Regions from separate parts of the Mus musculus genome. Here region 1 is linked to region 2. The links are chromatin contacts, called in public HiCAR-type maps. All regions are on one chromosome and are shown on one strand. Each heading gives the region's core, a stretch centred on a gene start, on an enhancer-like site or on the middle of the called end of the contact. The rest is flanking DNA. Distances are from core to core; before and after follow the strand shown.

The links. HiCAR-type assays count read pairs that join an accessible place to other places.
Region 1: a contact with region 2 is called in a HiCAR-type map of astrocytes, with 2.2 times the contacts expected there. The contact joins two enhancer-like sites. A contact is called at or near these places in 2 of 15 datasets of contacts at CTCF or cohesin (large pre-B cells and pro-B cells), 17 of 484 Hi-C or Micro-C datasets (B cells, CD4 T cells, ECoMG myeloid progenitors and 11 more), 13 of 115 datasets of contacts at active chromatin or transcription factors (CD8 T cells, acute myeloid leukemia, astrocytes and 7 more) and 1 of 9 other capture datasets (embryonic stem cells).

What each region holds. Positions count from the first base shown.
Region 1 is chr3:21,933,586-21,937,176 of GRCm38.p6, forward strand. All of the region lies in intron 3 of Gm31813 (a long non-coding RNA gene), which reads right to left. Among named protein-coding and RNA genes, the nearest start is that of Gm31813, 29 kb to the right of the region's middle. Within about 2 kb of position 2,061, at least 415 of the 459 cell types and tissues checked have an H3K27ac peak or open chromatin away from gene starts, as enhancers often do. A contact at or near this core is called in astrocytes, embryonic stem cells, neural progenitor cells and 1 more, where this site is marked.
Region 2 is chr3:21,671,348-21,674,693 of GRCm38.p6, forward strand. No RefSeq gene overlaps it. Among named protein-coding and RNA genes, the nearest start is that of Gm31693, 30 kb to the right of the region's middle. Within about 2 kb of position 1,329, at least 52 of the 459 cell types and tissues checked have an H3K27ac peak or open chromatin away from gene starts, as enhancers often do. A contact at or near this core is called in astrocytes, embryonic stem cells, neural progenitor cells and 1 more, where this site is marked.

The DNA of each region.
Region 1 (3,591 bases), core at 811-3,310, 260 kb after region 2:
TTTATTTCAAGGAATTTAGATGAGATCCCAGAATGGTTCCTGGGCACCTTATGACAGGATTACAATGGATAAGATTAACATAAACCCTGAGTTACTGGGATATTAGAAGAAAGGATATTTCCACTGCAAACCAAATTAACATCTTTTACTTCTAGAAATGTATTATCATATATCTCCACGATATATGTATAAAGGTTCACATCCCAGGCTGTGCATGTATAGGTAAAAGAAGAAGTCCGGAGTTGGTTCTCTCCTTCCACATGGGTTCTGGGGATGGAACTCAGATCTCCAGGCTTGCAAAGCCCCACCCCCACGTCGCTACCCACTGAGCTGTCTCACCAGCTTTAACAGTCTTGTTTGTAAGCGTTCCAAACAATATTCTGTAGAGAAAAATCAAGCCATCCTCAAGATAATGTAAGCTTAGGACTTAAGCATGATTCATTGCTAATTTGGCAAAGTATTTCTATGTGAAAAGAATCTTTGGGGTGGGGAGAGGGCTCGGTCAGTATAGCACTTGCCTCACAAGTGTGAGGACCTGAGCTTGATTCCCTAGAACCTACACAGAAAGTCAGGCATTACCATGAAACCTGCAGGATGGCAAAATGGGAGGTAGGAGCAGGCAGGTGGGCGGACCCTCTGGCCATCTAACCTGGCCTACTTCAGGGAGCAGACCAGAAGCTAGAGGTAGGACGCAAGTGCCTTTGCTGCATTTGCTGAAGACCAGAGATGAGTCCCTAGTACCTATATCTGGGAGCTTTCAACCACTGAAAACTCCAGCTTCAGTCGATCAAACATCTTCTCCTGACCACAATAGACCCTTGCACATACATACATACATACATACATACATACATACATACATACATACATAGAAACACCCATACACAAAAACAACAAAAAACCTGAGAAACCCCCATCTCAAGCAAAAACTGGGGATCACCTGGTGAAGAAGGACACTTGAGGTTGCCCTGTGACCTTCACATGTTGGGCCTTCAGACACATACACAGGAATATTGTTTGTATGACAGCAACTTTCACAGCAAATTTTAACTTTAAAAAGAAAAAAAATCTTGCTTTCGGCTGGCTAGAGGTTTCAACTAGGCCCCAAAATGAGGGTTCATTTTCTTCCTGACCCCATAAGTTCCACTTTTCTGCACGTCTCACCATTTCAGACACTTCTAGGGAGGGCTATCAGGGGGCCATCTTGGAGATTTTTTTGCCCTGACTCCTAGCTTTGTGCATCCCAGCTGTGGCTGGATTTGAGAAATGGCAGCTTCAGATTGCTCTCTGTCAAAGCATTTAGGGGGAAGTTGCCCTAAGGTTCTGAAAGGACTGGCTGCAGGAAGAGAAACCCTTACTAGTGAGAGGCTGTCTGCTCTGCTTCCTCCAGGGGAAACTTAAGGACTTTAGATCAGGCAGCTCCCTGCCGGGAGCAAGGGGGGGCGGGGGGGGGGGGGTGAGATCAGGCGAAGGAGGGCCAGCCCTTCCCCTTGTCATTCTCCAAATTAGGGCTGGCTGCCATTATTTTTTTTCCAATTAAAAATACTGAAGAGAACTTAAAGGAGACCAGTCCTGTGTCTGTAAATAAATAGCCTGTTTGGCTATTCAGAAAAGGCACCATGTTGCGTGAGTTATTGGATGTATTGTCTTTAATATGTGAATGTGTTCTCTAAAACAAAGTGGCAGCCATCTATACAATTAATTAGTATCAAAGCTCCTTTCATGTACCCTTCACAGCAAGGGGGAGAGAAGTAAACTACTTAAACGAATAAACTTTTAAAAAGAAAGAAAGAAACCTAAATAAATAAATAAACCCCTCACTCTAGGCAAAGTAACCCCCGGAACTTATGATAAAGAGATCTTAATTAACCCCAAATCCATCTACTCTTCTCTGCTCCAGAACCGAAACAGAATGCTAAGGCAATTTACTCGGAGAGCAGTTTTGCACCATAAATCTGGGCCATGTTTTTCTGTGCGTTTGCCCTGCAGTAAGCTTAAAGAGAAACTCAACCACCAAACAGCCTTGGAGGCAAAGCAAAGCCCTAATCACCCGCAATGGTGATTGCATAACACCCGCCTCCCAACCCCCACTCCTAAGCATCAAGAGGCAGGCTTTGGCTTCTGGTTAGAGCACATGCCTTTCTTTTTTTTGCCTGTGTGAGAATCATTGAAAATGCTCTTTAAGGACCAAAAGTCAGGGCACGTGTGTTTTCAGAAGAAATGGAGGTCACTTGAGGGTGACTTCTGAGTACATCCCCCAAGCCAAAATGAATCTGTATCGATATCTAAAGTGCATCTGCTTTTAGAGCAGAAGCCACCATCTGTTCCTAATTGGTGCCCTGGAGGTACTCCCTGTGGAAAAAAAGGGCCTGGCCGCAGCAGCCGCGCCTCCCCGGGGCTGCAGACTCCGCTCGGGGCCTTGCTGGTGCAATCGAGTGCTCCTCTCTTAGATAATGCCAGGTATTCTGGAAAGTAGCCGTGTAATAATACACAAACCCCTGATGATGTCAGCGTGTTATTGACTTTCCAAGTCTGAATGACTGAGCAGAGGAGAGGGGGGGTGGGGCGCCATCCATCCGGCGGCGCAGAGACCAGCCGAGCGAAAATGGGCTCACAGTCCAGCGGGGGAGGGGAGGCGCGGCGGCTGCCTGGCCAGGCTGGATGGATCTCAGCCGCATCAGGATCGCCTTCACCGAGTCAAGAGGGGGCCTGGGCTAGGGAGAGGGGGGTTTCAATGTTATGTTTAGCCAAATATTCCTCTGGCCGATATAACTGCTACCACCACCTACCTCCAAGCGCACACCACGTGGCAGAGCAGATTACAAAGCTAGCAGCAGTCACCAAGGTAGGGGAGGTTGGAAAGGCCTTGCCCCATCCCGCCCCCTACACTCCAACACGCACAAGATACTGTCCTCAATATCTGGAAAGCTCCAGGTCCCTTTTTCCTGTAGAGTTCTCTCTTCAGAGAGCCTCTACGAAACTGCTCCTCAGCTCTGGTGACATTTTGTGGGTCATGTTTTACATGTTTCCTTACAGGTACACAGTGTGGGCTCCTGTTCCCACCTTGCAAACTGACCATCGGGTACTCGGACCATGTTCAAGGCTAGGTTAACAATATTTGCATTGAAAGACCCAGAACCTCCCCTCCCCCGACTTTTGCTACCAACTAGGGTGGGGCCTGTGCCACCCAGCTGGTGTCTCCTTGTCTCTAGAGCCCTGGCTTTTCTTTTAGCACTCTCGCACATCCAGCATACCCAGCTTGGATCCTGGCTGTCCCCTGTCCCAGACCAGAAATCGGCTTCCCCTGCCCCAGGTGTGTGCAAAGGCCACAAGAGTCTTCGCTCTGGAAGGGGAGGGCGGGGCCTGTGCAGAAAGGAAAGCAAACTCGTGCTTTGGAGACAGGGGGTCTATTCAAGGCTTCTGAGCTTGGGCTCAGGGCTCAACCTGTTTGGTGGCCACATCAGTGAAGTTGGGACAGCCACTGTCCTCTCAGCAACTGGGGAGTCATACATCTAGACTTTGCAAAGGTCTCTCTGTCTCCCTTTTTTAAAATGGGCCACTCTTTCTTGGGAACATTGCACTTGTCGGGTC
Region 2 (3,346 bases), core at 79-2,578:
AAATGGGAGAGTTGAAAGATCAAATAACATTGCTTTACATTTTGAATAACATTCACTATTAAAATTATATAATGTGAGTCACAAGTAAGCAATCCTTAGACAGTCTTTCCAAGTCTAAAGGCAGCACATACACTTTGCATGCACACTTCCTCTGTCTGGTTTCTCTGGAGGTGAAAAGACTCTCTGCCACAGGCATACAATGAAAAACAAGTCAGTTGTGCCTGGACCAAAGGAACATGGAGTTCTAAAAGTATAAAACAAACTTCTGGAACCATTTTTCTGCACTTGATCAGGTTCTAAGTAAACTAGTGTTTTTTTTTAATATTAAACACACACACACTTCAAAGTTGATTAGAACTGATGAGATAAATTCAAACTGTGAACTGTTGGAGTCTCAAGTGGTCGTTAGCCTTCCTGACCCATACCTCACTCCATAAGTCTGACCAGGTGCCTAACTTATACATTGACCTTTCACAGTTCTGATATCTGTGGTTTTTCTTTCCCCATGGTCTTTTCATCCTCCTGAGTACAGTTTCTCTGCGGTAATGCACACCCATGTCAGTAAGGCCTGCAAGCATTCCTACTTATTCAGCACACAAAGAAGATAAAGGAGGCATTGTTTACTGAGCATCAACTTTGTTCCAGGTAACAGCTCTGTATCATCTCACAGAAATCTTGGCAAAAGACTAATATCAGCAGGCAAACATACATCAGAGCCAAGATTTCAAAGCCTGGGGTGTTCTGGCTCCAGAGTGTACAGCCTTCAACTCTTCACTAACCGCCAGCTAGAAAACACTTGGTCAAAACAACAAAGCTAAGTCAGGACAGAGTTTGTTTCAGAATCTGGGTTCCCATGACTCCAGCTTCTTTTTGTCCATAGAGTCACCCTAAAGGTCCCTTGTCCCAAGAATCCCTTGCATAGCTTGCTACAAGAAAGCCCAAGACAGGTCAGTTTCTCTGCCGAAGAACTGCATGGCTTGTAAAAGGTACATCTAACCCAAACAATCACTACCACCCCCCCACCCCCCCACCCCCCCACCCCCCCGTCTTTCCCTTAGACTCCAGGGTCTTCTTCAGGTTGGTAGACCTCTGATCATTCAGTGTCTTCATTGCAAAGCTTGCTAACTTCAAGTCCTGGGAATAGCATCATCTTTGATGACTCTCACCCCTCCCAGTGTATATGAATGTGAATGTGTTGGGACAAGCCACTGGGAGTAAAATCTCTCCATTTCCTGCCCAGCCACTCCTGTCCTGTTGAGGCAGGAGAATAGGGTGGAGAGTGAGGTCCAAAAGGCCTTATGCAAGGCCTGTAAATTAGCATATGAAAGAAACCAGTTGCCAGAAAGGAAGAACGGAACCATCAAGCATGCCAAGACTACTGTGTAACAGAGTCTGCCCAAAAGCTTACCAAATCCCTCTTTATGCAAATGCTTGAGAAAGTCTATGCTATGCAAATGACCTACAAAAGTTTCAATCGTTTGTGTACAGGGCCTTTGAGCTCCTAATCTTCCCCACTGCTATGGCCTGCTGCCTTCCTTGAAAGAGTATTTTTTCTTAATAAACTCAGCTTCAGCTACTATTCACATGTATCTGCCAAATTTCTTGTTCTGAGACCTGAAAATTGTTATAGAAGCCTATCCAATCCTAATATTCAGTATTATTCATTTTATCTTTCCTGCTAGGTGACTGATCTATTCCCCATTTGGCCTCTGTCTTGTTCATTACCTTGTTTAATGTTAAGGACTTGTAACAAACCAACCAAGTCCAACAGTTTCTAGTCAGTTCCTGCTAGGCCCTGAGGGATCAAAGGGGACGTGCAGTCAGAGTCTTCAAAATGACAAACTTTCAGGCTCCAGGTGCCCACATGGATAGAGCAAAGAGTCAGTTGGCCCCAACTCTGAACCACCCCAAAGTAGAGTTCAGATGTTAAAATCCATCACTATTTCAACTAGAGAGTAAAAGTATGGGTGTATTGGTGTAAATCCTGTTGCTTCCAGAACTTTGCTGCTATTTCTGTCCCTGTACTTTTCCTCCTCCCCATTGTTTTTAGTTGAGCACTTTGGGATCATTTCATGAGGCTCATGTTCCATATGTGTATATTAGGAATAACATCACTTTTTTGTAAATGTCAGATGTTGGACTCCAAAGAAGAACATCGGAGGAGTCAAAGGCAACTATATCTACAGGAATCATTGTGCAGAATGATAGTGGGAAAGTATTTCACCCAGCAGCAAAGTTAGCTCTCAGATGCAGGACAAATGGGTAACCAAGGTGCCTATTTAACATATCAAAGAGGACCTGGTTGTCAGGAACTCCCAGCAACCATCAATTCCTACCTGTTTAGAATATGACTGACATATCACACCTCCACCCTGAGCTACTGGGCTACTTCCCGCAGTTGCCCTTCCCTGTATAACCCAGTTACTTTGATTCCTAATTCTGAAAGTCTATCCTTTTCTTTCCTGGATTTTCCCTCTCTGCTCTCTCCTCTCTGCCTTCCCCTCCTTACATGTTCCTGCTCAAGGTTAGGTTCATTCTGGACTCTCCCAGGTGACCTGGACTCTCCCAGGTGTCCCAGCCTCTGGCTATGTTCTTCCTTTTATCTACAATAAACCTTCTTCTCCACCATACCTAGCAACAGTCATGCCCCTTCTTTTTTATTTCTTTTTTGTTTGTTTGTTTTCATTTAAGTAGAAAATGGGGGCTTAGCATTGATGTGGAATGCATATTTTACAGATGAGGAAATTAATGGAGCCCCCAGAAATGAACACAATATGCCATCACACTAAGCCTTAGTAACATGACCTTATCACATACTAATTCTGGAACCTTCTCCAATCTGTAGCCTTGATGCATCTTTGGTATTGTCCTTATAAAATGTAGAAAACTCCGAATTCCTGAAGCACAACAACGATTACTTCTACCATATTATTCTCATCATAAAATGTTCCCTTTGTAAAAATCTCTTGAGTCTGATGCAAAACCCACCAACCAGTCAGAATGCAGTAGCTATTTTAATTCTCTATAGGAGATGAGGAGACAGGGGCAAAGATCAACAGCCAGGAAATTACAGAGCCACGACTTGAATAGAAGTTCAAATCCCTTATTCTTTTTCTTTCCCATGGCTCCTAGTGCCAAACTGAATTGCCTAATAGATCAAAAGGTCAACATACAGCTACTATATGCTATCTGCCCAAACCAGGTGTTTTCTGTCCACCCCACGGGAAACAATCAGTTTCTGAATATTCTGAGCATCAACCCTATTATTACCAGGCCTCACAGCGGGTGGGTAAGTAAATGAGTCCCCACCCACTGAGCTTCAGACAGCTAAAATCCCAGACATCTA